Linked DNA regions of Sus scrofa: region 2 is linked to region 1. A link is a contact called in public HiChIP or PLAC-seq data. All regions are on one chromosome and are shown on one strand. The core of a region is the stretch at or near the end of the contact, and the rest is flanking DNA. Distances in the headings are between cores, read along the strand shown.

Region 1 (7,637 bases), core at 3,527-6,026:
CCACACATAAGTTTAGTTCTTTTGTTCTATATGAGAAGCTCGAGTGCTAGCAAGTACTATTAAGAATGAATTACGTTCATGACAATGTACTCCCTGATGTCATACTAAACTTATTTTATTTATTTATTTGCTTTTTTTTTTTTTTTAGGGCTGCACCTGCAGCATATGGAAGTTCCCAGGCTAGGGGGAGAATTGGAGTTACAGCTGCCAGTCTGCACCACAGCCAATAGCAACAGGATCCGAACTGCATCTGTGACCTACACCATTGTTCACGGCAACACTAGATCCCCCAACCCACTGAATGAGGCTGGGGATTGAACCCGAGTCCACATGGATACTAGTCAGATTTGTTTCCACTGAGCCACACCAGGAGCTCCCATACTAAACTTCTTAAATGCAAATGACGATTCTCAAATATATCTGTGCTATTTCCAGATGTTGAAACATACCTTATGGTTGACATCTTTGTAAGAAAGGCAAAATTTCCTTAGTGAAAAATTACAAATCCTATTTCCTCCTTAATAACTGATATTAATAAGCAAACACATACTGAGTTACCTGAGTACCTGGACAAACCTGGCACAAAGTTAGAAATTCTGAAAACAGGAAAAATATAAAGACTCTCTTGCTCACAAAAGAGATTTAAACTCAATTTTACAACTTTCTATCTTTTAGGTTGTAGCTTGAAATTTCTCTTAAAAGATCTAGAGAACTTTCTAGAGCCACTGGCCACATGGGACTACTGAGCACCTGAGCTGTGCCTAATGCTACTGAGGAACCAAATTTTTAATGTTATTTATCTTTAGTTAATTTAAATTTAAGTAGCCGCAGGTAGCTGGTGGCTATGGTATGGGGCGGCGCTGATTTAGAGTCTTCGGGAAAGCCCAGAGAGAGTGAGGAAGTTAAACTACAAGGGCCTGATGAAGAGGGAATTTAACCAAACATGTTAAGTTCTCTGGGTAAGGCACATTACTTGTAATCCATGTTTTAGATTATGTAAAATACATGAGCATTAAAAACAATTTTATACACATTAAACCTATGTTTACTAAATGTCATAAAAGCTAATAAAATTTTAAATGTTGCCAATAGATGACAGAGCAAACAAAACCAAGACAGAGCTCAATCCTCAGGACAGCATGACAGGTTAAGAGCATGAACTCTGGAGTCACACCAGCTGGGTTTGAATCCCAGGTCCGTCACTTCCTAGCTGGGTGACATGGGACAAGAAACAAAACCTCTCTGTGCTTCAGCTTCTTTGTGTGTAAAGTAAGGAAAAGAATATTATTTACCTCATCAGTAAATAATGATGTTAGGAGAACCTGAGAGCTAATACATAGAAAATATTTAGAATATGTATAGCTTGCCACTCAGGGTAATCATCGAGTTACAGTAAACAACCACTAATACACATGTAAGCCCCCATGTGAAAGTTTGGCAACAAAGAGCTAGAGGCAACATACGTGGGAGTGCAATTCAGTAAGAGAACACTGCAAATCTCAAACAAGTCCCCTCTCATCTTTCTTTCAAAGATCCAGGATGCATTTTTCACACATGGCTCTTTGCAGCTATAACATAACAGGGCAATCACATCTGACATGATTAATTTGGGAACAGTTATTTAGTCTGACAAAAACTGGATCCCAGAAGTAAAGACAGAAAAGCTCTCCTTTTACAGAGGGCTATAAGTCTCACGCGAACAAACAGAAAATACGAAGTGAGAAAATTATATCTAAATATGAACGCGTTTGTAATTTTTAAAAGTTTTTTGAACTTTAGTTTTACCTGGACACATTGCAGTCGAAATCCTGACCTTCATACAGCGAGTCAAGGAAACAGTTGGCACTTCCCAGTGTTGACAAAGAATGTTTTGCAGTGTCAGCACTGTTCATCAATTTCATCATGGCTCGGGCATTTCCTCTCACGTCATGTTTGAACGATCTAAATGAAAAACATAGTCTTCGAAGTTTAAAAATTACTAGGTCATTTAGAATTTATTAAAATCTAGATAATCCCTATTATGATAATAATAAGCTCATGAATCAATATTAATACTAGATTTTAGTATCTGGCTTCCAACTCTCCAAAAGAAAAATCCTCTGAAATTTAAAGAAGGGTCTTGGAGTTACCGCCGTGGCATAGTATGGTTAAGAATCTGACTGCAGCAGCTCTGCTTGTTGCAGTAGTGCAGGTTCAATCCTGGTTCAGCACAGTGGGCTAAAAGACCCAGCACTGCTGCAGCTGCAGCTTGGATTGGATTCAATCCCTGACCTGGGAATTTCCACATGCTGTGGGTGCAGCGAATAAAAAAATAAATAAAAATAAAAATAAAGAAGGGTTTCAAGAAATGTAAATAACCACCATACTTGAGATTTGCAATTGCTAGATTCTGTAACCACTATAATGTTACAGTAGCTTTCATCTTTTTGCAGATGAGACAAATGGAGGCTAAAGAAGATTCATGCAACCTGGTCATGTTTCATACTCCACCCTCTACAATCGCAGCATGATTATTGTTTGATGGTATAAAATTAACTGTCTAGCATTAAAAAAAAAAGAAGAACTGGCATTCCCGTCGTGGCTCAGTGGTTAATGAACCCAACTAGTATTCATGAGGATGCAAGTTCAATCCCTGCCCTCACTCAGTGGGTTAAGGATCTGGCGTTGCCATAAGCTGTTGTGTAGGCTGCAGACACAGCGTGGATCCTTCATTGCTGTTGCTGTGGTGTAGGCCAGAAGCTACAGCTCCCATTCAACCCCTAGCCGCGGGTGTGGCCCTAAAAAGACGAAACGACCAAAAAAAAAAAAAAAAAAAAAGAAGAACTAGAACAAAAAGTGCTTCTTCAAAGAAATTTGAAACATAAAATATGTAAAATTACCATTCCTCTACCTGCAAGGTAAGTTAACTGTTAAAACTGCTTGCTAAGTAGTGATTGATGGCCCTATTTCTAAACATGTTTTATAACTGAAATTTGCAGTAAAATCAACAATTTCCTCCCTTGAGCTAGTATACCTTTATGACAAAAAGCAGTATAGATCTTTACTTTTTTTTCTTTTTCTTTTTTTTCCTTTATTTATTTATTTATTTTATTTATTTATTTATTTACTTTTTTGTCTTTTTGCTATTTCTTTGGGCCGCTCCCGCGGCATATGGAGGTTCCCAGGCTAGGGGTCGAATCGGAGCTGTAGCCACCGGCCTACGCCAGAGCCACAGCAACTCGGGATCTGAGCCGTGTCTGCAACCTAACGCCAGATCGTTAACCCACTGAGCAAGGGCAGGGACCGAACCCACAACCTCATGGTTCCTAGTTGGGTTCGTTAACCACTGCGCCAGGACGGGAACTCCCCTAGATCTTTACTTTAAAACATTTTTTTTAATTACAAAAATTTTGTTTTACCGCCATATCTGCGGCACATGGAAGTTCACGTGCTAGGGGTTGAATCGGATCTACAGGTAAGGCCTATGCCACAGCCATGGCAACACCAGACCCAAGACACATCTACGACCTATACAGCAGCTGCAACAATGCCAGGTCCTTAACCCACTGAGTGAGGCCTGCGACTGAAAACCGCATCCTCATGGACACAATGTCGGTTCGTAATCCACTGAGCCACAACAGGAACTCTAGAACTTCATTAAACAAGTGAGAAATTATTACCTTTTCAAGACCTTTTTTCACCCAGTTTAGTCAAACTGATGAAAATGTTTCAGCTACTTTTTTTTTTTTTTGTCTTCTTAGGGTCACATGGGCGGCATATGGAGGTTCCCAGGCTAGGGGTCAAATCAGAGCTGTAGCTGCTGACCTATGCCACAGCTACAACGCCAGATCTGAGCCATGTCTGTGACCTGCACCACAGCTCATGGCACCGTGGGATCCTTAACCCACTGAGCGAGGCCAGGGATCAAACCTGCATCCTCATGGATGCTAGTCAGATTTGTTTCTACTAAACTACCAAGGGAATTCCTCAGCTACTTTTTAGAGCAATAATGTCCCATATATAACCTTTATCTATTGAGTCATGATGGGCCAAACAAGATTAGGATTTTGAATGGCATAATTACCTACAGTAACAAAACTAAAATATTCCTTATGGTAGCAGATTGTTAATTAAACACTCTGTAAGACATTAATTCACTGGAATATGACTATAACATAGTCTTCTACACTTCTAAGAACTCTTGAGACGGTAATGAGGCCTCAGTGCCTATACCTTCCTTCATCCAGACATAAGGCAGCCACCGAAGAATCTGGAACTTGAGATCCAAGTTCACGTAATTCAGTATCTGGTGGTCCCTTACACTAAGTAAAAAATTCAAGTACACTGCCCTGTGAAGCTTGGCTTCTCTGCTTCTCCTCTGCCAGAACAGACTTTATAACCTTAGACACGAAAATATCCAGTACACCAGAAAAAAACACGTCCTCCTGTGAAAAAGGGTGATTTCAAATAAACTAAGAAAAATATTAAACCTGAAGATAAACTTCAAATGAAATAGGTCATCAAGTCCATTAATACTCACCTCTGAAACTCAGAAGCTAGGTACTGTGCTAAGGTTTCTGTGAAATGTGTGCCTCCGATGTTATTATCAGTGTTTGTTGAAAGAACACGATATATTCCACTGTTAACTTGCATGACACTGATAGATAAGGATGTGCCTCCAAGTTTGAATACCAGAATATTGCTTAAGAAAAAGATAACATGACTAAGTTAAGAGAGGATCACAATACTGCAAAGCCAGGCTGGACTTCTTCAACTAAGACGTCACTTAGATTAATCCCCTTAAATCACAGATGAGGAAAGTGAAAAATCTCACATGAGTAATTAAGTCACCCATGGTCATCACTTAGTGACAAATCAAGCCTAGAAACCAGATCTTCTGATTCTGAGTCAAAGCTCTTTTTCATTTAGTTGTGCTGCTAAAACTGTATTCTTCTGAGTAACTGGAGTTCAAAACACTAACTTCTCAAAGTAAATAAAAATGAGAGTTGTAATTAAAGTGAATTGTAAGAGAATCAATATAGAAATTTTGTTAAAATTGTCCTAGCTACTAACACAATAGCATGTTCTATAAATATAAAACATACGCAAAACTAGGGACAAATTTCCTATATATCAAAATTCAAAATTTTTGCTATTCTATATTTATATTCCACCTAAAAATAACTTCCTAGTGATTTATACATATTAGTGGTTTTTTTGGCTTTTTGGGGCTGCACCTGCAGCATATGGAGGTTTCCAGGCTAGGAGATGAATTAGAGCTACAGCTGCTGGTCTATACCACAGCCATGACAACACTGGATCCTTAACCCACTGAGCGAGGCCAGGGATTGAACCTGCATCCTCATGGATACAAGTCGGGTTCGTTTCTACTGAGCCACGGTGGGAACTCCATTAGTTCCTTTAACTGAGATATGAATGAAATGACTCCATTAGGGAAAATTAATACATATGAATTGATTTCCCTAAAGTTGTATAATGTGTCCGGTCAATTAAGACACATTTTGACAATTAAATTAGGAGTATGTCTTACTCTTTCATTATCAAACGAAGTCTTGATGCTGGATTTTCCCCTTCTCCTGCCAAGACAAATGTACATAAAAGTCCTCACTGTTTCTAAGCAAGCTTTTTTTTTTTTTTGGCTTTTTAGGGCTGCACTTGAGGCATTTGGAAGTTCCCAGGCTAGGGGTTGAATCGGAGCTGCAGCAGCTGCCAGCCTACGCTTCAGCCACAGCAATGCCAGATCTGAGCCACATTTGCTACTGACACAACAGCTTGCAGCAATGCTGGATCCTTAACCCACTGAGTGAGGCCAGGGATCAAACCACATCCTCATGGATACTAGTTGGGTTTGTAAACTACTGAGTCACAACAGGAACTCCTCCTAAGCATGTTTAATAATGAAAATTGATAGTAAAATCAACAGTGCTCTAGAGCTTCAGTTGGAACTTGGAGGGACTTATAATTTCAAATCTTCCTCCCCTAAAGGGACAAAGTGTAGGTGATGAGAGAAGGGGGGGGGAAGGCTCAACCTTCCCTCCTGTTACATCCTCTCTCTGCTTTCCTAGGACATCTTTCTCACCTATTTGAAAAACTCTAGGTGAAAGTTTTGACGTCTTTCTATCCACAGAGGCTTAGAACCACTGCGTAATATACCAATCTCTACTGATATAATTGCTATAATCTATTTTCTGCACTGAAGAACTTAAAGCTGCAACTATGGTTTTTACCTTTTTCCAGTGGGAGAGTCTTGTCCAATTCCATAAGCCAAAAGAGCTGCAGATGGTTCGTGGATTAGTCGCAAAACATTAAAGCCAGCAGCTCTGGCTGCCTCCCTGTGGACAATTCGTTTTTAATGAACTTAGTGTCACCACATGTTCAGGTCTACATTTTCAGAAATGCTCTGCTAAAGATTTTATGCAATAGCAAATAAGATTTCACAAGTAGAACGTGAAGGGTAATGATCTTTAGACGATAACCCAACATAAGAAATGGGCCTAAGGCCTTAAAAGCAGATCACTTTCTGTTTAAAATAATGTTAAGAAGTCAAAGAAAGTACCATGTGCTTACAGTGAATAAGGAAAAGAAAGCTCCCCAAATGCTCAAGCTTGCAAACTTCAGAAAGAGAGATTAGGAAATATTTAAAATACGTTCTATAATATTCTAATTTATTTAATTCAGAGGCACGGTTTTATTTTATTTTTATTTTTTAAAATTTTCATTTATTTATGTTTGGCTTTTTAGGGCCACACCTGCGGCATATGGAGGTTCCCGGCCCACACCACAGCCACTCAGGATCCTTAACCAACTGAGCAAAGCAGGGATCGAACCCACATTCTCATGGATCCTAGTCAGGTTCGTTAACTGCTGAGCCACGAAGGGAACTCCTAGAGGCACAGTTTTAACATCCCACAAGTACAAGTACATAAAGCAATTCTCTGCCCCAGAAGCCACTTGGGTGTTTCAGCGAAGCCCCACAGGGAACTCTATCCACAGAGCAAAAGTGTGGGAGCTTGCCAGTCACGTTTGAGGAATGACCTGTAAAAACTAAATACAACTTTTTGTTTAGATGTTAAGCTAAGGTTAAAAAACAGTGGCGAATATTTTCTACAACTGCATATTTTTAATATAATTCCCACATAAGCCTCTATCACTTGAAAGCAAGGTAACGTGGCTTGTAAACATCTTAACCTAGTAAGTGAAAATGTTTCCAATCAAAACAGCTAAGAAAGTATATCTAATTTTATGGTTTTTTTTGAAATTCATAAAATATAGGAAATACTAACGATTATTATCATACTTTTTACCACAGGATTTACAAATGTAAATATATATATGTATATTTACACATGTATTTACACATACAATTTCATTGTGTAAGGAGTTTTCCAACACAATTTTACCTTTTACTATATAGCAATATTGCAAAATTTCTATTTCCTTTAACTAAACAAGAGAAACCCATACCATACTTACCCAAGAGCATTTTTTTGCTTTTCTCCAAAATCAAATGGAACAGTAATAACAACATCATTTGCATCTGGGCCCAAGACAGAATGTGCTGTTTCTGTGTGTGGAAAAAAGTATTTTAAACGTTCATGAAACTTACTTTGCTAATCATGTCATGATATACATAAGTC
Region 2 (7,637 bases), core at 2,543-5,042, 260 kb after region 1:
TGGGGGTGGGACTTTCCTTGATGAGGTGCTTTCAGTTTGATTTTTTATTTCTTTTTTGGCTGCATCTGTGGCATATGGACGTTCCTGGGAAAGGGATCGAATCCGAACCACAGCTGCAACCTACAGACTAGCACCATAGCTGCAGCAATGCCAGAGCCTTAACCCACTGCACTGGGCTGGGGATCAAACCTGCATCTCCACAGAGACAAGTTGGATCGTTAACTCACTGTACCACAGTGGGAACTCTGGGCTTTCAATTTTTAAATCATCCCTTCCTGGGGCTAGGGCCTTTCCCAGGACATGGGACTTTTCGTGCTCACACTGGGAGGAGTGGGCCACCATGAATCACTATTCCAGACCTTGTTAGTGGTAGGAATTGCTCCTGACCTCGAATCCATGGGTTCCCCTCCACTGGCCAGAAACTCCTATCCTTCTAGCTCATCTGACAGATTCTCCCTGCTATCTTCAGAGTTAGGTCTTTCTGTGCCTCAGCAGTAATAAACCCGACTAGTTTCCATGAGGATGCGGATTCAATCCCTGGCCCTGCTCGGGGTTAAGGATCCAGCGTTCCCACAAGCTGTGGTGTAGGTCAAAGATGTGGTTTCGGATCCCACGTTGCTGTGGCCATGGCTGTGGTGTACGCCTGCAGCTGCAGCTCTGATTCGACCCCTGGCCTGGGGATTTCCATATGCCACAGGTTTGGCCCAAAAAAGCAAAAACAAAACAAAACAAAACAACAACAAAACCAAAAGCAGAGGTAGGTCTTTCCAGGTCCATCTCCAGGTGTGGTCTCTGCTTTCACGCTGCGTTTCCTTCACTCCCCACCTCTGCTCTTCTAGTTCCCTGACCAGCTTTTCACCTGCACACTTAGCAATCCACTGAAACGCATCCCAGCTGCCATCCTGGCACATCCCAACCCTGAGGGATCTGGCAGCTCACGGTCCCTGATCCTGTCCCTGGACTGCCAGGTTTTGCCAGAGAAAGTCCCACAGATGCTGCTGTGAAGTCTGGTCCCTGCCTTCAGCACTGCCTGGAGATGCAGCAGTTTCCTCATCAACACGCTCACGCCCCAGGGTGCCTATTTTCCAAGTTCTCTCAACCCTTTTCAAATCTCCATTTGCATTGTCAGCCCCATCCCTCCTGCTTGCTCTTCACTGTCAGCAGATGCTCTTTTCACGGCCAGTAAAACAGTCATGTGAAGGCCCTTCTTTTCCCACTGCCCCTTTGCAAATCTGCTTGCTCCTGGATCCCATTCTCATTTTTCTGTTTATACTGCCAGAGGCATCCACCTCCCTCACTTTGTAAAAATCATTCTTTCTGCAGCCATCCTCTCCCTCTTCCCATTTCAGCCTCTGTCCTGGTGTTTCTGTCTCATGAAGATTTATGAATGCTCAGGTGGCTCCTATCTTAAAGCAGAAACAAAATAGAACAAGCACCATGAAACCCAAGCCTTCCCCAGTATCTCCTCTCTTAGCTGCCACTTTCTCCTGCCTTCTCTGTGATGAGACTTTTGGAGAGGATGTTCTACTTTCTGGCTTGTAGGAATCATCACTGCTGCACAATAAATAAGCATAAACTTTGTGCCTTAAAAGGATACACATTTCTTATCTCAGAGTTTTCATGGGTTAGGAATCCAGGCATAGCTCATCAGGCTGCAGGCCACAGGGCACCAGGGCTGTGGTCTCATCAGAGGCTCAACCGGGGAAGAATCTGCTGCTAAGCTCACTGAGGTTGTTGGCACAAAGCATTTACTCGCAGTGGTGGGACCTAGGTCACCCTCGGTTCCTAGAGGTCACTGAACTTCTGTGACAAAAGGGGGTTTCACTTACTGCATGGCAGCTTCCTTCCTCCCAGATGGTGAGGGAGGGAGAGAGAGCCATTCCAGCAAGGTGGAATCATGGGAGTGCTACCCCGACACCTTTGCCTCACTCTCTTGGTTAGAAGTGAGTCCCAGATCCTGCCCACACTCAGAGGAAGGAATTAAACTGAGGGGTGAGCAGTGGGAGATGAGATTGCTGAGGGTCACCTTAGTCTGTCCACCACATCTCAGGCTGCTCATTTCCATTCACTCCTTAAACCAATATCTTCTTTTTTATTTGTTAAAAAAAAAAAAAAATCCCTACCACTTTATTGAAACTGATCTCAGAGGCAGAATTAGCTACAGAATGTGGTCTCAGGGCAAAATAACAGGGTGGGGCTCCCTGTTCAAAAATTATTAAGTTCAGGATGGCGACAGCAATGCATTCAACCCTGTGTGTGGCCCTTCGGCGCGGGGGGACGGCAGAGGTCCCCAGCTGTGAGGCCAGCCTTGCAGGGAGGCCACCCTCTCTGTTATTAAATCCAGAAGGTGCTTCCTTGGGCTCTTTCTCACTTGACCTCTCAGCAGTTGCACTTGACCGTTTACCACTGTTGAGAGAGCACCTTGCCTTCTAGAACGTTCTCACATCCTTGCACTTCTGAGACCTCGTGCTCTCCCGGTTTCCCTTCTCTTTCCACATCCTCCTCTTCCATTTCCTCTGTAGCATCCTCCTCTTTATGTACCCTTTTTTCGTTTTGTTTTGTTTTTTTTGTCTTTTTGCCATTTCTTGGGCCACTCCCACGGCATATGGAGGTTCCCAGGCTAGGGGTCTAATCGGAGCTGTAGCTGCCGCCCTACGCCAGAGCCACAGCAACGTGGGATCCGAGCCACATCTGAGACTTACACCACAGCTCACGGCAATGCCAGATCGTTAACCCACTGAGCAAGGCCAGGGATCGAACCTGCAACCTCATGGTTCCTAGTCAGATTCGTTAACCACTGCGCCACGACGGGAACTCCTATGTACCCTTTTTTATTTGGGAGTTTGGCGGGGCACCTTTGTCACCCTATGAGGAATAGCAGTTTCCATAACCTTGGTTGCTTGTGGATTTGGCGTTCCCAAGTCTTGGTAGCTAGCCCGTGTTGACTCCCAGCTCGGGCACTCACGTCCAGGGCTTCCTGTATGGTATTTGCTCGCTGGTGTGCTTTATGGGCATCTAAATGCAGAGTGTCTCATGGTGACCTTGTCTGCTCTGACCCAACAAGCTTGTTTCTTGAGAGTCTTCCATTGTGGCGAATGGCTCTGCTCTCTGCCAGGCGAGTTGGGATTTCTGGTTGTGCTCTCCTCCTGTCTTGAGTCCCCTCTTCCTTCTGATCATTCTTGCTTGTACTCAGGGTCTTTGCCTCCACAGGGCTGTGAAGGGCTGGTCCTGGACTGTATGGACAATCTTTCTGTCCACAGAGTCACCTGGGCTTCCTCTGTTACACCCAGTGTGCTTCATTGCCCCTCCTGTGTTAAGCATCTGCTTTCCCCCTTAGAGTATGAGCCTTCTGAGAGCAGGGACTTGGTGGGTTTTTGTTTCTTTGGTTTTTGGCTGCGTTTGTGTCATGTGGGAGTCCCGGGGCCAGGGGTCGAATCTGTGCCATAGCAGTGAGCTGACTCACAGCTGTGGCCATGCTGGATCCTTAATCTGCTGCCCCAAAAGAGAACTCCAGGACGTGGCTTTGTTCACTGCTTTATCCTCATTTTTGGAAAGTCAGACACCTGCTACACCCTCAAAAAATAATGTATTTTAATGAAAGAGTTTTTTATTTCCAACCTGATTTTTTGTTTTATTTATTTATTTATTTAACGGCTGCCCTGCTGCATTTGAAAGTTCCTAGGCCAGGGGTCAAGTCGGAGCTGCAGCTGCCAGCCTACACCATAGCCACAGCCACAGCCACAGCAGCACCAGATCTGAGCTGCATCTGTGACCTATGCCCCAGTTTGCGGCAACACTGGATCCTTAACCCACTGAGTGAGACTAGGGATCAAACCCACATCCTCATGGAGATAGAGTTGGGTTCTCAACCCACTTAAATCCATTGAGCCACAGTGGGAACTCCTCAACCTCATTTTTTCAAGTGTGACTGTTATGTTCCTTTGTAGAGACTGTATGTTTTGGAAAAACAGGACAACACTCTAGAAGAATTCCTGTTTTGGAAATGCTAGGAATATCTGTAACATAGTTGGAACCTTTTGATTGGATTGTTGTTGATTAGTAATTAAAGTTGTAACAGGCACCAATGGGGTGTTTTCTTATTTCTCTTGAGTTCTGGCGGTGCTAATTTGGGGGCGAGCATGCGTCATTGGGTTTGCAGAATTCAAAGAATTGCTTTGTGTAACTCGGTAGAAGGAAGTAGAAACAGATAGCGATAGCTGTGAAGATAAGTATGCATCAGCCACTATCATTGAGTCTCGCTTGCTCTTACCCCAGATGTGTTTTGATAATTTTTGTTTGTTTTTTTTAACCAACCAGTGGAGAGGTAATTGTGGTTTAGAGATCTCCAGCGATGATTTTCCAAGATCCTCTTTTCCTTGCAGTGTCTGCTTTTAAAAAGTATGTTACTAGAATGCCAAAATACATTTAGGTAGTTGGGGGCCTGATTAATTTAGAGACTAAACGTGGGCCAGAAGAGGAAGGATTCCATCCAGTGTGAAGACTGCCAATTTATCAAAGGTCTTAGAGAAGTCGCCCTTTAAGCAGAAGTCAGTCACAAGCAAACAAGATAATACATTGCTTTACTTGTGAAAGACACCCTTAATTTTATAGCCTAGTGGTTCTCAAACCTTTTGATTTTAAGATCCCTTTATGCTGTTAAAAGTTTTGGGTTTCAGGATCCCTTTATGCTGTTAAAAGGTATTTGAGGACCTTCAAAGCCCACCCCCCCTTGTTATAATATCTTTTTTTTTTTTTTTTGGCTTTTTGCCTTTTCTAGGGCCGCTCCCAAGACATATGGAGGTTCCCAGGCTAGGGGTCGAATCAGAGCTGTAGCCGCCGGCCTACGCCAGACCCCCAGCAACACAGGATCCGAGCCTCGTCTGCAACCTACACCACAGCTCACAGCAATGCTGGATCCTTAACCCACTGAGCAAGGCCAGGGATGGAACCTGCAACCTCATGGTTCCTAGTCGGATTCGTTAACCACTGAGCCAGACGGGAACTCCCTATATTATCTATTAATTATTTACTGTGTTAGGACTTAAATAAGACATTTTAAAAAGTCACTTAAAATGGCAAAGATAGCAATAAGTGCATTACATATTAGCTAAAGACCATTTGTGTTGAAAAATATTTTTTCCAGAAATGGAAAAAAATAGTGAGATGAACATTATTTCGCATTGGCATACATTTCTTTAATGATTTTTTTAAAATGAAAAATAGCTTTTTTCCAGAATTTAAAAAAAATTAGTGAGACTGGTTGGCATTATTTTACATTTTTGCAAAGCTATTTCATAACCAGCTTTAATAGAAAACAACTGGGTTCTCCTATTTGTTTCTACATTCAGTCTGATGATGGGTTGTTTTGGTCAAAGTACATGCAGAAAATCCAGTCTCACACAGAGCTGTAAAGGTAGGTGTACTGAAACTGTTTTCAAAGAATTCTGGATGGTGCAGTGTGGATTCTGAAACCACAGCAATGATCTCTCCTTACTCCGTCACAGTAAAAATTCATTCAGTTATCTTCATTTTGAATAGGACAGAAGAGGGATGGGTGAACCAGTTATAATACACCTGTATAATGCATATTATGCAACCATATTTTAAGAATATTTTGTCACAGATGAAATGCTTCCAAATGTAATAAACTATCTTGTATGATCCTCATTTTTGCTAAAAAAATGAAAAGAGGTGTGTGTTTGTATTATCTGAAAAAAATATCAAAATATGGATGTTGAGTAATACATTCACAGAGGGTATCTTATTTTCGTTATGCTTTTCTGATTTTCCAAATTTTCTGTGATCACACTGCTTCTGTAACCAGCCAGGTGGGGAGTTTTTTTGTTTTTTTGGTTTTTTTGTCTTTTTGTTTTTGTTGTTGTTGTTATTGTTGTTGTTGCTGTTGTTGCTATTTCTTGGGCCGCTCCCACGGCATATGGAGGTTCCCAGGCTAGGGGTTGAATCGGAGCTGTAGCCACCGGCCTACGCCAGAGCCACAGCAACGCGGGATCCGAGCCGCGTCTGCAACCTACACCACAGCTCACGGCGATGCTGGATCGTTAACCCACTGAGCAAGGGCAGGGACCGAACCCGCAACCTCATGGTTCCTAGTCGGATTCGTTAACCACTGCGCCACGACAGGAACTCCTGTTTGTTTTTTTTTAAATAGAGAAATAAGCATATCTGTTAAGTCTTTTCCCCCATCTATAGATCATCTTTCACATGAAAACCCCAGTTTTTATAGTGGGAGTGGTAATAACAAAGATCCCTTCCCCCCACTCAAGTTTTTGTCTGGGTAACACACACACTTTTTTTTTTTTTTTTTTTTTTTTGGTCTTTTTAGGGCTGCACCTGTAGCATATTGGAGGTTCCCAGGCTAGGGGGTGAATTGGAGCTACCGCTGCTGACCTACGCCAGAGCCACAGCAACTCGGGATCTGAGCCAAGTCTGTGACCTACACCACAGCTCATGGCAACACCGGATCCTTAACCCACAGAGTGAGGCCAGAGATCAAACCTGCTTCCTATGGATAGTAGTTGGGTTCCTTACCACTGAGCCACAGTAGAAACTCTTTAACTTTTCTGTGGCTGTTTTCAACTGCAGAACTTTTCAGACTCTTATAGTAATGATTTCTTAGAGAAACTTTATTCAAGACTCATTCCAAAAAATATTGATTGTTGAACTTTATAGCAGGGATGTGATTTGCTTTTCCTCTTTTTTGCTGCACCTCAGGCAAGCATGGATTCGCTGCGTCCTCATGGATTCTAGTCAGGGTCGTTACCGCTGAGCCACAACAGGAACTCCCAAGTGTGGATTCTTATCTGAGTAAAATAGCAAAAGGATCTTATCCTACAGTGATGATAATGGAGCTCCTCTCAGAGTTGAGAAAGAGCCTGGAAATTAGCACAATTAACCTCTCAGTTATTGCAGTGACTGCCTCTGAGTCCTTATTGTCCAGGGGTGTGGCATTTCTCTTTACAGTTTTATGGCTGGAAGTTGAAGTGTCTGCTGAGAGATCCAAAGGGCACCTCACCTCTGGGATTAGCTTCCCGCTTCCCCCTGGATTTAGAAAGAGTGTTTGCTCGCTGTTCTGTCGTCGCTCACGTAGTTCCCATCCCAGAGTATGGCTGCTTTAAGGCTTTTGTCCTCTGTCTGGGGACAGGAACCCAAATCTGCTGCTGGTCTATTTCCCTGAAAATGGAGGATTGCCTTGTGTTGCTACTTCTTTGTTTTATGTTCTTCATGATATGATTAGGTGATTATTGAGGAGCCTACATGAGCTGCAAAGTACCCACAAAGCAGGAAATTAGCAGTTCCGAGTTCCGTACTTATCTGAAAGATACAATGTTCCTTGGACATTTCCAGCTGAACATACAGCTCTGTGGCAATGTTTGCAACCTCTCCCAAGACTGTTTACATCGGCAAAGCTCACTTTGAGGAATAAACTGTGATGGGAAACTACTAATCGCTCATCTTAATAATATTTAACATTAAGAGATCTACTAAGAGTTCCCTTGTGGTGCAGTGGGTTAAGGACCTGGCATTGTCACTGCTGTGGCTTGAGTCTCTGCTGTGGCACGGATTCAGTCCCTGGCCCAGAAATTCCCACCTGCTGTGGGCATGTCAAAAAAAAAAAA

The links. HiChIP or PLAC-seq counts read pairs in DNA pulled down with a chosen protein or histone mark.
Region 2: an H3K27ac HiChIP or PLAC-seq map of alveolar macrophages shows a contact between it and region 1. The contact joins two enhancer-like sites. A contact is called at or near these places in 1 of 5 promoter capture datasets (liver), 1 of 47 Hi-C or Micro-C datasets (liver) and 1 of 2 datasets of contacts at active chromatin or transcription factors (alveolar macrophages).

The regions. Positions count from the first base shown.
Region 1 is chr10:46,915,420-46,923,056 of Sscrofa11.1, forward strand. It overlaps HSPA14 (heat shock protein family A (Hsp70) member 14), which reads right to left. Exons shown (of 14, transcript NM_001243393.1): 6 at 7,474-7,564; 7 at 6,228-6,332; 8 at 4,520-4,681; 9 at 1,786-1,941. Among named protein-coding and RNA genes, the nearest start is that of HSPA14, 16 kb to the right of the region's middle. Within about 2 kb of position 4,777, at least 2 of the 83 cell types and tissues checked have an H3K27ac peak or open chromatin away from gene starts, as enhancers often do. A contact at or near this core is called in alveolar macrophages, where this site is marked.
Region 2 is chr10:47,174,244-47,181,880 of Sscrofa11.1, forward strand. The region is part of intron 1 of FAM107B (protein FAM107B); the gene reads left to right. Among named protein-coding and RNA genes, the nearest start is that of FAM107B, 37 kb to the left of the region's middle. Within about 2 kb of position 3,793, at least 6 of the 83 cell types and tissues checked have an H3K27ac peak or open chromatin away from gene starts, as enhancers often do. A contact at or near this core is called in alveolar macrophages, where this site is marked.